Regions from separate parts of the Anas platyrhynchos genome. Here region 1 is linked to region 2. A link is a contact called in public Hi-C data. All regions are on one chromosome and are shown on one strand. The core of a region is the stretch at or near the end of the contact, and the rest is flanking DNA. Distances in the headings are between cores, read along the strand shown. Region 1 holds the start of SEC14L1 (SEC14 like lipid binding 1). Region 2 overlaps SEC14L1 (SEC14 like lipid binding 1).

The links. Hi-C and Micro-C count contacts between places; a contact is called where the count stands out from the background.
Region 1: a contact with region 2 is called in a Hi-C map of subcutaneous adipose tissue, with 2.5 times the contacts expected there. The contact joins the promoter of SEC14L1 here to the enhancer-like site in region 2. A contact is called at or near these places in 6 of 8 Hi-C or Micro-C datasets (F1 follicle, liver, skeletal muscle and 2 more).

The regions. Positions count from the first base shown.
Region 1 is chr19:8,172,990-8,176,519 of IASCAAS_PekinDuck_T2T, reverse strand. SEC14L1 (SEC14 like lipid binding 1) reads left to right here and starts at 1,965. Exons shown (of 16, transcript XM_038165281.2): 1 at 1,965-2,099. It overlaps LOC101789477 (a long non-coding RNA gene), which reads left to right. Exons shown (of 6, transcript XR_005260079.2): 6 at 1-126.
Region 2 is chr19:8,136,995-8,140,759 of IASCAAS_PekinDuck_T2T, reverse strand. SEC14L1 (SEC14 like lipid binding 1) reads left to right here. Exons shown (of 16, transcript XM_038165281.2): 10 at 21-91; 11 at 1,740-1,911; 12 at 2,242-2,376. Among named protein-coding and RNA genes, the nearest start is that of SEC14L1, 36 kb to the left of the region's middle. Within about 2 kb of position 1,474, at least 1 of the 8 cell types and tissues checked has an H3K27ac peak or open chromatin away from gene starts, as enhancers often do. A contact at or near this core is called in subcutaneous adipose tissue, where this site is marked.

The DNA of each region.
Region 1 (3,530 bases), core at 716-3,215, 35 kb before region 2:
GCATTCCTTAAACATTTCACCCACTTATTCATTTATTTACACTCCTTCTAACGATGCAGTGCTGGAGCTTCCATAAGAGAAGGCGTATCGGGAATATGAACAATAATAGAAACATTTTAAAACATACTGCTCTCCTCTGCTGTGTCTATCTCGTTAAGATTATTGCTACAGAAGAGAGGCAAGACACCTACTACGACTGACTTAAACATTAAATGATGCATTGATAATGCCTTCACCTTATCAATAAACTCCAAATGCCTTTAGGAGTCTTAACGAAGCTTTTCAGGTTATACGGCTATTTGGTTAAATGAAATAGAGGTGGTTAATAAGATTTCCCAGACTGTAAAGGGAGAAGCATTATGAACAAAGAGGAATCTGAGTGGGCGTACATTCCTCGCCCTGCTATACTGGTAGGATTATATCTCAGGCCTTCGGAGCAGGAAAAGGATGTTGCAGGCGTAATGGCAGGGAATATCAATCAGGTACCTAAATCTAATTATGAAGTTACTAGATTAACTAGCTAACTGGTTATATGAATGTGACTGGCTAAGTGCCACGAGAGAAACCAGATTTAGACACGATTTCTCAACACGTTAAAGAACTACTTGTAAGGACTAGTTTCGGATCAGACAACAGGCCTTTCCTGACTAACTTTAAGACACATGCTTTGTGTAAGAAAGTACTGTAGCTGATTCACTACTTAATAGCTACCACAAATTCAGCCTTCCTAGAGAAATAATTGCACCAAAAGGACAGGATAATGACACTAAATTTTAGTGGCCAGATTTATTTTTTGAGGCAAGCAGGTAATAATAAAACATATTCAGGGCGAAAGCATCGCCTTGGTGGAGTCATAGAAGGGAACAGAACAGTTTGCCCCTAATTTTCAAGTCCTTATTTTAACAGCTTGTAACACACTGGTACAGGACAAAACACGGCTGTATTTCCTGCTTTCAGTACATCATGTTATGGCCGTGTCAGACACGGATTAAGACAGCGGAGCTTGTCGTTTAGACACGTGGAGCTGCGAGGCATCCTGAGCTGGGTGATGGCTGCCTGGGGACAGCAGAGCGAGGCAGGTGGCGGCTCAGGCGTGTTGGAGGCCTGGTTCTGTGCTCCCACTGCGCTGGCAGGGCTGTGCTCTGTGTGCCTCCAGGTCCCAGGACGGCTTCTACTCCTCCTCAGGCAAAGAACCCAAACAGGGCTGCTGTTATCTCTACTAAAATGGTACAGTGCTTGCCCTGAGAAAATACCTAGAAGACGCTAGGCTTCAGTCCTTTGCCATTTCAAGTCCCAGGAGGGGCTTTGAGAGTTTCTCACCCTGCTGCTAGTCCTTCATCATTTCAAGCCCCTGGACAGGCTTTCCAGACCGCTTCTCACCCCTCTTTCAGCCCTGCCAGGTTTTGGGGGCAGTTTCTCTCCCTTCTTGGAGCCCTTCACCACTTCAAGCCTCAGGCAGGCTTTTGGGTCAGTTTTTTCCCCACTTGTTCCCCCCGTCAGGTCACCCCACAGTGCCTGGTGACCCCAGCGGTGCTGCCCCACGCCCTGTCCCATTACCCTGTCCCCTCACACCCAGCACAGCTCCCGGTGTCCCCCCGCCCTGCCTCACCCCGAACCTCTCCCCTCCCTCCTGAGGCACTCTGCCCCACTTCGAAGCCCTGAGGAGCCGCAGATAACGATAAGGAGCTCGGCAGAGCCACAGCCGTGCCTTTGTGAGGGACGTTATTAAACATTATCAGCTGAAGCCTCACACAGAGGGGGCAGAACTGAAGGGTTTAACACCGAGCTTGGGCTGAGGGACGCTTAGTGAGGAAAAGGGGGGGGGGGCGACCACAGCCCCTCAGCGACCACGCTCCCCTCACACACTGCGCATGCGCAAACGGCCGCGCGGGGAGACAGCGCCCGCCTCCCTCCTCCTCCTCCTCCTCCTCCCCCCTCCCATCGTGAGGCCGGGCGCGCATGCGCAGTGCTCCCTCCCCCCCCCGCCCCGTCACCAGTAACAACAGGCGGCGGCGCCCCCGCCCCTCCCCCGCCGGAACCGGCGGCGGCGCTGCCCCGCGCCGGCATGAGGAGGGCAGAGCGCGGCGGGCGGCGAGGCGGTAAGGCGGCCCTCGGCGCGGTCCCGCGGTCCCCCCCGGTCCCCTCAGCCTCCTCAGACACCTCTAATACCCCCCCGGCCACCTCCAGTCCTCCCTCAGCCTCCCCCCGGTCCCCTCAGCCGCTACCCGTCCCTCACAGCCACCTTCCGTCCGCCTCCTTCCCCCGGTCCCCTCAGTCCCCTTCTGTCCCTTCAGCCCCGGTCCCCCTCAGCCCCTCTCACCCCCCCATTCTCCCTCAGCCACCTCCCGACCCCCTCTGTGCCCCCTCAGCCCCCGTCCCCCTCAACCACCTCCCGCCCACCTCAGCCCCACGCCCAGCTCCCTTCCCTCAGCCCCCCCCCAGCTCCCCCTCAGCCCCCTCTGTCCCCCCTCAGCCCCTCTCCCCGTTCCCTTCCCTCTCTCCTCCACCCCCTCCAGCCCCCCTTCAGTCCCCTCAGCCCCCCCTTGTCGTCCCCCAGCACCCTCCAGGCCGTTACCGGGGGCAGCCCCGAGCCCCCCCCCGGGCACCTCAGCCCGCTGCAGGTGCTGGGCTCTTTGTTTGCTCGAGGCTTTGGCAGGGTGCTGGGCTTTGCTGCTGCTTCGGGGGGGTTGGAAGATGGGGTCAGCCGCGGGGAAATTCCTTAAATTTCCTGGGAGTCCGGGGTTTGGTGGGTTTCCGAGGAGCTGCGGTGCCGGCGCTCAGCGCTCCGAGTTGGTAACTCCTTCCAGAAGTGCTGTAGGTAATGTGAGAACGCGCTCGAAAAATAAAAAAAGGATAAAAAAAAGAAGAAAGCAAAATTAACTTATTGTAATAAAGCCATTTCTCGCTAAAATTAGGCTGGCTAGCAGCCAGAGTTCTCATCTACAAGCGCGGCTGCCAGTATTCTTCAATAAATGTAATTGCCTTCAAGAAAGTTTGGGTCAAACACTTTGCTGGGGTAAGCAGATATAACGCTGCTGGAGTAGCTCCTGTTCGGTTCGCTGGTGAATTTCTTTCTGATGATGTTGGAATATCTGTAGTTGCTCTAAGGTTTGCTTCCTCCCCAGCTATTTCTTAAGCCTCTCTCTTAAAAAATCCTGGTTATTTTGATTTGGAAGTGATGTAGGAATGCATGGTCTTAGTTTGCTGTAATATTTTTTTTATTATTTCTGAAAGTGAGGGCTTTTAAAGTTTGGAGTATTTTAAAACTTTTTTTTTTTTAAACTAATCCCAATTCAGAATGAGCCATAAGCAGCCCAGTTACTGTGCTGGGGAGCCAGGCAAAGCTTCTCTGCCTTTGGCTTGTATGTGCTAATGTTTGGTTCTCAGCAGCAGTGCAGGAAGTCTCACCACCCAGATGAATAGTCGTCAAGTCTGTTGAAGGCTTGTTACTAAAACTGGACTGAAAATGTGCTAATTTCAAGTCTTTTTTTGGAAGAAATTATAACGAGTCATTTCCGACAAAAATACAC
Region 2 (3,765 bases), core at 225-2,724:
CAGCATATTTTCTTGGACAGGTTCTTTCTATAAATGAAGAAGGACTGAGGCGATGTGAAGAGAACACAAAAGTATTTGGCAGACCAATAAGGTAAAATACATCAATTAGATCTCTTCAGGGATTACCAGGTCACAGTGGTGGGAGGGTAGGGGGTGGACAGGACAAAACATCGTGCAATATCACCCTGTTGAGGCCAGTTTATTAAATAGACCAAGCAAAGGGTAGGCTCTGTGTCTCACATACATATATAAGCACAGTTAGAGTTAACTGAGACCTACTCCAATTACCACTTGAGTGAATTGGCATGGTCAGGCCTGAGGGAAACACAATACTTGCTCCAGCAGTCATGCCCATAATGGTGCTATATGGAATATTCTGCTTCTGCACGCTGTTGGAAGTCTGCAAAGCAATGCAGCCCACTCCCCATCTCTAATTCTGGGGAATTTTATAGCCAGATGTTGGTACAGGCTGCCAGTAAGGTCAGGCTGTGATAATATCACAGTGTAACCTTTCCAGTAGTTTCAGGTATTGTTTTCATGTCACTTTTTGATCCATGGTCCATACCAAGGATCATTACTCTCAATTCTTGTTTGCATTCTTCTGTCAGCCACGATTCATTATATGCAGTTATTCAACTATTGATCAAGGTAAGGTTGTGAGGCTCCAGTGAAACCTGCAATTTAGTTTTCCACATGCTTGCATGACTTCATGTAAAGTTGAGCCAAAAATGGCTTGCTATCCCATCTTTAAGTCATTTTAGGGGTCACTTAGGAGAGCAGTAACTGAAAAGTGGATTTAAGGGTGTGGAATGAATGCAGGACTTGGCTCTGAAATGAAACTGTGTTTCTTGAACTCTTTTCAATTTCTGACTCCCTCCCTTAATCTGTAAAGGTTCAGGGATGCATGGTATGTCTGCTTATCTTTTCTTGCTAAAGAACTTGCTGTGCTAGCTCCCAGTGAGAAATAGAATCCAAGAGGTAGGTTTCATGTGTATGACTGTGGACTTGTGCTGTCTACTGAATCTTCATTTCTAGAAGCAGTCCTGAAGGACTACATATTAAACATTTAAAGTGAAACGAAGAAGTGCTTGCTGTTTCATAGGAATCTTGTGCATCATTTTGTGGATACTGTCTGGTGCAGCACAGCTGTAAATCTTGAGTCCATGCCCAGGGTGAGATGGAGCTTAGAAAATAACTAGAGCATATGCTGAATCTCGATATTTAGTTTTAAGAACACATCTGTTCCTATGGAAAAAGCTGCCCATCCTGAGATCTGATAACAGAATTAGCTTTGAGTTGTAATAGCACTCTTACTGTACTGTCTTAGTAGGAAATCAACACCCGGAATGTTAGATTATGTTGTAGCAGCACAGCCACTTAGTTGATTTCCCAGTAAAAGCAATGGTTTAACATCTGGGCTGACTGTTGACAACACTGTGTTTTGGCTTTGTGTTAGCCTTTGCCTGGAGTTTGAAATGTCTGGGGAGATGTGCACGATGTGCAGAGTGATCATTGCACATACTCTGTAAGCATGCTTGGCATGCTGTACAACATTTCCATCCTAAGAATTTATAACTCCAGTGTGAACAGTTAGTACAAAACACGGAGCTAAAATATGGGAAATAAATCATACGGTGGAGTCCACACATTTCAAAAACACTGGACATGTGCATAAGACAGGAGAATTTTGATGCCACTAAGATTTATTTTTTTTCCCTTTTCATCTCTCTGAAACTTAGCTCTTGGACCTGTCTAGTAGATCTAGAAGGCTTGAACATGCGGCATTTATGGCGACCTGGCGTCAAAGCATTGCTGAGAATCATTGAGGTGGTTGAAGCTAATTACCCTGAGACTTTGGGTCGCCTTCTTATCCTGAGAGCGCCTCGAGTATTTCCAGTTCTTTGGACACTGGTATGTTTGTAATTTAAGGTCTCTCACAGTTCTCTCAGTACACTGCTACACATTTGTAGTTTGTAAAAGCACTTCAGAAATCAGACTTTATTAGCAGGAAATGTTAACGTTTGGATATGTATCTTTTGTGGGATTCCTGGAATGGATTTAAAAACCCTACCTAAGAACTTGCTTATATAGTAAATTAATTTAGCTTCTTCATAATGTGAATTTTGCATAACAAGGATGGTAGCGCTTCATACAAACTGATCCTTCAAAATTTACTCAAGAAAAATTTGGGAACCTGATCTATTCTGTGTTTTTTGTTGTTGTTTTTTTCTTTATTTATAGGTTAGTCCATTCATTGATGACAACACTAGAAAGAAATTCCTTATTTATGCTGGAAATGACTACCAGGGTCCTGGGGGACTGCTGGATTACATTGATAAAGAAATTATCCCTGATTTCCTTGGTGGAGAGTGCATGGTATGAATTTAAATTACTGCATATAGCAACTTATTTGTGAATTTTATTTTTTTTTCCCTCATTCCTCTGAACAAAGAAGCCTAGAAGCACAGAGTGATACCTAGAAAAGACTGGAATGCAGTCTTTTCTCTACTATGTTTAATTTTGGGGGGAGCTATGATGTAGGATTCCAGAGTTAGCATTTTCTTCTGGATGCACTTTCAAAGGAGAAATACAGTACTACTTTTACAGCAATTCTCAAATAACTAGCAAAATAGCTAGGCACAGTTAAAATGCACAGTGTCCGTTACCTGTCAGGTTAAAGTACCTATGGTAGTACAGCAGTGAGCAAGAAGAGGATTGTGTTCCTTGATGCATTAAGAAGATTGTGGAGCAGACCTTGTGCATGACCCAGGTTGAAAAGCTTGGCGTACAGTGTTTTCAGCAATCTCAGGGTGGCAGGAGGTTTTAGGCAGATTAAAGAATATAAATTGCTGTCTAAAAACCCCTGTACTAACCAAGGATGACTATTAAATATGCTACAAGTTTCCCAAATATTTTAAATCTTTGCCTTCATTTTTAAAGTATCTCCAATAATCCATAAACCAATGTAACTTTTAAACTCTTCAGTTTTGATGCTTGTATTCTTGTTCTGTTGCTATTGGTTCTGGTCAGAATTCAAAGGGAAGTCTTTGAAGGGGAGAACTGAATTATGAGCTTACAGCCACAGCGGGTGACTAAACCATTGTGTTATCACAGTTCCCAAGCTTAGCATTTGTTGCATGATACATAGGTGCCTGGAGCTGTGCGTGGTTCTGTTGTTTGCATCTTTCTGAAGGCATAAGATGCAGTATTAGATCCATCTTTCATTGCCTCTTTTTCATGGCAGTGAGATGAAAGGTTAGTTGTATCCATTATGCCAGACTGTACGATTTTATGGTCTGCCCCCACCCTGATTTGAAATGCTCTGGACATTCAGAAGCATCAGTGTTAAATTATCTTCACCAGTCTGATAGACCAGCAAGATCTGTTGTCACCATCAGTGACCATGTGATACCAGTGATTCAGCATGTCAGAATGACAGTGCTTGTCCGTGTAAGAGCTGTTTAATCTTATTCTCACTTAACTATGCATCTATAGTGGCCTTAACTGTCCCAGAAAAGTTGATGGTCAAAAAAGGTTCCCATGTGCATGATCCCACTTGAAAGTATCTAATTCTGACTACCAGGCTTCATTGGCCACCATCACCACCAACTAATCAGAAGAGTCTGTGTGACCTAAAAGAACTTACTGATACCATGAGGAACCTGAGGAAATGAGTGCCACATCTGCTAGTAGGGTTTAACAGACAGCTGGGACTCACATGTGTGATACATTGGGATCTGTGTTGCCCACAACAAACTGAAACAT